2 separate regions of the Mus musculus genome follow, and region 1 is linked to region 2. Evidence: chromatin contacts called from public HiChIP or PLAC-seq data. All regions are on one chromosome and are shown on one strand. Each heading gives the region's core, a stretch centred on a gene start, on an enhancer-like site or on the middle of the called end of the contact. The rest is flanking DNA. Distances are from core to core; before and after follow the strand shown. Region 1 overlaps Arhgef38 (Rho guanine nucleotide exchange factor (GEF) 38). Region 2 overlaps Tbck (TBC1 domain containing kinase).

What was found. HiChIP or PLAC-seq counts read pairs in DNA pulled down with a chosen protein or histone mark.
Region 1: a contact with region 2 is called in an HNF4G HiChIP or PLAC-seq map of pancreatic cancer cells. The contact joins two enhancer-like sites. A contact is called at or near these places in 1 of 15 datasets of contacts at CTCF or cohesin (the NIH/3T3 cell line) and 1 of 115 datasets of contacts at active chromatin or transcription factors (pancreatic cancer cells).

Annotation. Positions count from the first base shown.
Region 1 is chr3:133,209,373-133,212,998 of GRCm38.p6, forward strand. All of the region lies in intron 1 of Arhgef38 (Rho guanine nucleotide exchange factor (GEF) 38), which reads right to left. Among named protein-coding and RNA genes, the nearest start is that of Arhgef38, 24 kb to the right of the region's middle. Within about 2 kb of position 2,204, at least 24 of the 459 cell types and tissues checked have an H3K27ac peak or open chromatin away from gene starts, as enhancers often do. A contact at or near this core is called in pancreatic cancer cells, where this site is marked.
Region 2 is chr3:132,789,918-132,793,566 of GRCm38.p6, forward strand. The region is part of intron 23 of Tbck (TBC1 domain containing kinase); the gene reads left to right. Among named protein-coding and RNA genes, the nearest start is that of Gm30294, 14 kb to the left of the region's middle. Within about 2 kb of position 1,389, at least 39 of the 459 cell types and tissues checked have an H3K27ac peak or open chromatin away from gene starts, as enhancers often do. A contact at or near this core is called in pancreatic cancer cells, where this site is marked.

The sequences.
Region 1 (3,626 bases), core at 954-3,453, 420 kb after region 2:
TGTTATATTATACATATATAACATGTGTATTATATAATATATAATTAATATATCTTATATTATATAATATATTCATATATAATGTATAAAATATTAAATAACATGTGTATTAAGGCATACAACATTATTTAAAATACATCCATAGGGAAATGACTTGGTGGGGAATGTGAAACAGGGCAGAGGGAGAATGACAACGTGTAGGGAGTCTTTACTCTAGGGATATATGAAATACATAGCACAGAAAATGATGTCGCTAGCAAAGACCTCACAAACCAGTCCAGATAGAGTCCCATTACTTAACATTATCTTGAAGAATTATCAAGTACACCTTAGAAACAAAATCTAAGGACCTTTACCTATCTTTGACAATGAAAAACCCCTAAAACATGTCCCCAGATTTCTTCCAGTTATAAATCCCAGTCTTACGATTCCAGATCAACTTTCTTCCCCACTTGTTCCAGTTGCTGCACTTTAAAAAACACCACAATAGATTCTTTTTTTTTAATTTAGGACTTTTTATTGGATATTTTCTTTATTTACATTTAAAATGTTTTCCCCTTTCCAGGTCTCCCCTTCACAACCCTCCCTATCCCATCCCCCTCACCCTGCCTCTATGAGGGTACTCCCCCACCCACCCACTCCTGTCTGCCCACCCTGGCATTCCCCTACACTGGGACATCAGGCCCAAGCGACTCTACTCCCAGTGATGCCAACAAAACCATCTGCCACATATTCGGCCAGAGCCACGGGTCCCTCCATGTGTACTCTTTGGTTGGTGGTCTAGTCCCCTGGAGCTCCTTAGGGGTTTGGTCGATTTACACTGTTGTTTCTCCATGGGACTTAAAACCCCCCTCAGTTCCTTCAGTTCTTTCTCCAACTCCCCCACTGGGGACTCCACACTCAGTCCTATGGCTGGCTGCTAGCATCCTCCTCTGTATTTGTCATGCTCTGGCAGAGTGTCTCAGGACACAGCCATATCAGGCTCCTGTCAGCAAGCACTTTCTGGCATCCACAATTAGCGTCAGGATTTTGATGACTGTATATGGGATGGCTACTATCCACTTATCAGTGAGTGTATACCATGTATGTTCTTTTGTGACTGAGTTACCTCACGCAGGATAATTTCAAGTTCCATCCATTTGCCTGTGAATTTTCATGAAGCCATTGTTTTTAATAGCTGGGTATTACTCCATTGTGTAAATGTATCACATTTTCTGTATCCATTCCTCTTTTGGAGGACATCTGGGTTATTTCCAGCTCCTGGCTATTATAAATATGGCTGCTATGAACATAGTGGAACATGTGTCCTTATTACATGTTGGAGCCTCTTCTGGGTATATGCCCAGTAGGGGTATTGCTGAATCCTCCAGTAGTACTATGTCCAATTTTCTGAGGAACCACCTAACTGATTTCCAGAGTGGTTGTACCAGTTTGCAATCCCACCAGAGGAGTGTTCTTTTTTCTCCACATTCTTGCCAGCATCTGCTGTCACCTGAATTTTTGATCTTAGCCATTCTGACTGGTGTGGGGTGGAATCTCAGGGTTGTTTTGATTTGCATTTCTCTGATAACTAAGGATGTTGAATATTTCTTTAGGTGCTTCTTGGCCATTCGAGTTTCCTCAATTGAGAATTTTCTGTTTAGCTCTGTTCCCCATTTTTTTTAATTTTTATTTTTTGATACAGGGTTTCTCTGTGTAGCCCTGGCTGTCCTGGAACTCACTCTGTAGACCAGGGTGGCCTCAAGCTCAGAAATTTGCTTGCCTCTGCCTCCCAAGTTGGGATTAAAGGCGTGTGCCACCATACCCGGCCTCTGTTCCCCATTTTTAAATAGGGTTATTTGGTTCTCTGGAGTCTAACTTCTTGAGTTCTTTGTATATATTGAATATTAGCCCTCTATCAGATGTGGGATTAGTAAAGATCTTTTCCCAATCTGTTGGTTGCCACAAAACAGATTCTTTTATTCAATTAAAAATGACTTAGTTTTTTTTTTTCTTGTGTTACTTAGCAACTTGGTCATAAATGTGGACCCTGGGGGCCCTTTGAGCTGTCATGGGATGTTGGTCAAGATATTCAGTTTCAAAAATGTTTTTCAGGAGCAAAAACCTTTTCACAGAAGCTAAAGTTGAGCAACCTTCTAGATGTCTTTGTTTGTTCTTCTGACTCAAGTTTATTGCAGGAACAAAGATTCATCTTGCATCATTTTATGGTTAGCTCTTCAAACATCTTGATGTTTGCTTCCGTTCTTAAACTAACAAACTCTCCACAGCGTACCTACTGTGGACACCAAGTTTTCTTTTACAAGCTTTTTCTCGCCTTTAGACTTTGTGTGTATTCAAGTTTTCACCAAGTTTTTACATAGAAACATATTTGTAGCCCAGTACAGCCAACAGCTACCATCCCAGTCAGCAAGCAGCTACACAAACAGCATACAGCTGAGAGTAAAGGAACCTTTAAGTTCTTATCACCCAAAACACCCCTGGGTGTCAAAGGAGCAATGTGTGTAGGTTCTCTCTGCCATTCTCCAACTCTGACACCCACAAACATTTTCCTTGGAGTGTGAGTGATGAATTTAAGTTATTTTTATCAAATTTAATTAATTAGATTTTTGTCAGCCTTCAAAGCCAAGGATAAACGACAGCTGCCACCATGTTGTAGAGAATATGGAATGCAGCGAGCAGCTTGTGTGGACATTCTTTAAAACAACACAAATGTTAAGCTTCCCCATAGGCAAGGAAGCCCTGGGATTCTTTATTCTATAGTGTTCATATCAGGCTCTCCTTAAATCACTGGTGTTACAAGCCTTGAAAGTAAAAACTACCCTGTACTGTATTTTACTTCCTATACAATATTCAGTACATGGCAGGAAATAGCCACACTTTAGTGTCCAGTATACTTTCCTTAGGTTATTTTGCCCAAATATGAGTTTGGGGTGCATATAAAATAGACTGAGTTAAGCTGCAATGTTCTTCACATTATCCTTACTGCTTGAATTCTCCTTTTACACATCTTCAATTTGTGATAGGCTTCCTGGGATATAATCCATCCCATATCCAGACACATCCAATTCAGCTTTCGGCCACCCAAGGCAGATGCTTGTCCCATTGTTTTATACTTGACAGCTAGACAAGAGGTATGTGAGTTTCTAACATGGACAGATCAGATGGTAAAGAAAGAGGAAATAAATATGGAAGTCTCTGTGAGGACTGAGATGATCTTTAGAATCCTGAGAACTTGCTGGGGCAGGGTACAGACATGAGGAAGACTCTGGCCTTTTATGGATACAAGGATTTGAAAAGATGTTCAGTGGTAATGGATGTTGGGTGAGGAGAGACCGAAGGCGTCCTTCACTGGTAGCCAGGTTGTGCATAGAATTAGCTATGTATTTGTTGCTGCTAACATTACTACCGCTGTTGCTATTTGGGGTAGATTTAAGACATTATTTTTTCAAACTGTAAAGTAATATATATTTGTAATAATAACTATTATCAAAGATAAGTACATAGAGTTAAGTACATAGAGTTCAGAGCCAGAAAAAAAATGTGAATTCAAATTTTGCCTCTACTATTTGTTAGAGCTGTTTTCTTCAGCAAAGTCTAACATTTTATATGTAAAATTCATCATCTAT
Region 2 (3,649 bases), core at 139-2,638:
TTGAGGCTTTCCTCAGATGGGAGATTTTAGTTATTGTTTCAGTGTTGCTGCTCACTATTTGCATATTTAGATTTCTAATTTGATAGTGTGTATTCAGAAACGTATCCATTTCTTGTAGGCCGTCCACATTGTTAGTATCTAATATGGGTCTCTCATGGTCCTTTGCATTTCTGTGCTGTGAGAAACCTTGTTTCATCTCTGACTTTGAGTCTTCTCCATCTTCCTTGTTAGAGCAGAACATTTAGTCGTTCTCATTTACCTTTTCAAAACCCACAGCTCCATCACTCAGCATGCTGGTCACAGAACATGGTGGCCCATGTCTGTCATCTCCCCACTGTGGAGACAGACAGGGAGATCTAGGTCACCTGGGCTGCAAAGGCAAAGCCTGTCTTATAAACAACAAGAAGCTGCTTTGATTGATTGTAGTTTTTAAAATTTCCATTCTGGTTGTCAGTCTTTTCTCTCGTTTGGATTTTCTTTGCTCTCACTCCAGATTGTTAGTGTGCTGCGGAGTCTGTGGGGTAGCGCCTTTGATTTGCCCATGTACTACTGCATGCTTCTCTGTAATGTGCTTCTTTACCCAGACTTCATAGACTCTGGTATGTTAGGGTCATTTTCATTCTTATAGCATTTTGTATTTCTTTTTTAACTTCTCCAGTTAGCCACTGGACTTTTAGGAGCGTGTTACTGAATTCCCATCTATGTGCATACTTTCTACTGTGGCCACTCTGTGCTTCTCTCCCATTATGAGAAAATGTCACGGTTTCAGTTTGGTTTGGTTTGGTTTGGTTTAAAGATGTATTTATTTTATTTATATGAGTACACTGTAGCTGTCTTCAGACACACATCAGATCCCATTACAGATGGTTGTGAGCCACTATGTGTTTGTTGTGAATTGAACTCAGGACCTCTGGAAGAGCAGTCAGTGCTCTTAACCATTGAGGCATCTCTAAAATTTCCCATAATTTCTGTTTTTAAAAGTTTATTAAAACTTAGCTAGGCAGTGGTGGCATACACTTTTAATCCCAGCACTCAGGAGACAGAGACAGGTACATCTCTGTGAGTTGGAGGCCTACTGGGTCTACAGAGTAAGTTCCAGTATACCCAGGGCTACAAAAAGAAACCCTGTCTTTTGAAAAAAAAAAAAAGTCTGTGTTTTTATATATATTGCCTGACAGAACATCTTAAGGGTAGAACTATTTATTTGGGTCCTGGCTTTATTGATTTCTGGACCCATAAGCTTGAGCAGAATATAATGACAGTAGGAGTGTATACTAAGGGATCTGTTTACTCATGGCTGGATAAAAGAAAAGAGAGGGACTGTAGAAAAGAGCAGGACAATTTATTGTCCTCATTAACACAGTGACACACTTCCTCTAACTGGGCCCAACCTCCTGACGTAACCACATCCTAATACCATCATATTATGAATCATCAACCAATCGCTACACTATGTCAGTACCTTCATAAGCAAACTTTCCGTGGAAATTCCTTTCAAGCACACCCAGAAATGTGGTCTACTAATCACTTAGATGTCTATTTGATGTTTGTACTAGCCACCACATTTGATGATGTGCCCTAAAGATTGTTCCGTGCATTGATAAGAGAGGGAAAACATGTGTCCTACTGCTGTTGGATGAAAAAAAAAATGTGTCCTATTGCTGCTGGTAAAAGATGTATACATGGAGGAATAGGAGGCAGAGACAGGAGAACCCCAGAGACTCATTAGCCAGCAGGCCTGGTACACAACAGTGAAAATTAAGAGACCCTGTCTGAAACAAGATGGAAGGTGAAGACCACTGCCTGCACTTATCCTCTGACGTCACACATGGGACCACATTCACATGTGACAGCAGGAAAGAGGAAAACACTTGGTTAAAGCTCCATGTTGGTAGCTTGCAGGCGGTCCTTTGGATTTTTTATACATAGTCATCCATATAGTTGGAGCTGTGAAAAATCACTGAGATTGTTCTCAATACACTCCCTTTTCATCTGCTGGGATTCCTGTAGTGTGAAAGTTGTCCATTTGGTAGTATTCCATAAAGTCCATAAGTTCTCTGTTCTTTTCATTCTCCCTCCTTTTCCTATCTAACTACTGCTATGCCTGAGGTTAACTCGGAAGGCGTGTCCTCCACATCAGAAACCCTTCCACTTGTTGTAGTCTTTTGTGGAAGCTATTACTTTTTTTTTTTTTTTCAGGGTTTTAGTTCGAAGATCAGTCTTTGTTTTTTGTTTGTTTGTTGTACAGATTCTGTGTCTTTGGTGAATTTCTCACTTGTACCTTGAATTGTTTTTCTCATTTCTTTGTATCATTCATGTGTTTTGCTTTGTATGTCACTAAGTTCAAATCATTGCTTTACATTTTTTTTCAGGCATCCTTAGCTTTTTCTCTGAGATCTTTTTCTGAAAGATTGTTTTCGTTAAGGGCATTAGGCTTCCTCTGATGCTCTCTCCTCGAACTGATGTCTACATATTTGGTGTAATATTTACTTACTCTGACTATTTTATGAAGTAGCTTTTGTACGAAAGGTTTTGTTTGTATGGATCTATCAGTTGGTAGGTGCATCGGGTTCAGTTATAGGCAGCTCACTAGCACATCTCTCAGTTTCTTCAGCTTTGGTGTCAAGTGTCTAGAATGCAATGATCCCAAAATTGTCATAGGTTTTCAGTGGACATAAGCAAAGTGACATGTCCATTAGCAATACATACTTGAGCCCTGGTGGCACCAGTGCTTGCAGTTGTATTTGTAGTGTTGATGATGCAGAATATGGAGAGAACTATCCCTTGGTCCCTCAGTACAAGAAGAGCAATGCTATAGTTTCTAATAACACCTACCATAGTTCCTGATCTATAGAAAGTGAAGACATTCTCCAGGACCTTCAGGATAAATGCAGGAGATACCTGGGCCTCTGACATCAGCAACCATTCCTTAGAGCCATATTCTTAGAGAATAGTGTAGAACTTTCTCTCTGACATCTAGGATGAGTACAGGTCATGCTGACTTCTGTGGTAATAGTAACCTTGAACTCAACATTGTGGAACCTAAACTCTATGATACTTAGGTCCCATGAGGCAATCCCCATTTGGTGCTTGGTCTCACAGCACTGTTAGCTGGTTTTATAGAGATTAGAGCCATAGCTGATGCTTTCACCAGATCCCAAAACATCAGCATAAATGGTCTCAGTTCTGTGTACTGTAGAGGAAGGGGCATGGAACATTTGAATTTGTGGCACTGGTCTCCGCCCTCTTTGAGTTATAGGATGTAGAGGAGACTTTTTCTATTTTGTGTAGGTTAGTATAAGTGGTGATGGGGCTTGTAGCTGTGATATCTGCCTTCTGTATGGATGGAAATATCCTCAGGAAATTTCAGTAAGAATGAGACATGTGGCATTTGTTGATGCAGTCCAGGACCTGCTATAGATAAAAGGGACCTTCCCCTTGGTCCAATGGACAATCTTGAGTCAAGCCTCTCTGTACTAAGTTTAATCTGCAGGCCATAGACTAGGACAGAAAGCTTTCCCATTCCCCATTGTGTGTTCTGATGGTGCCAAGGGCTGACGGGGCCTCTGATGGCCAGTTTACTAAAGTTTTAGAGTAGCGATGTATCTTTCCAGTCTCTGGAATGACCTGTGAGGAAATGCTGGGATTT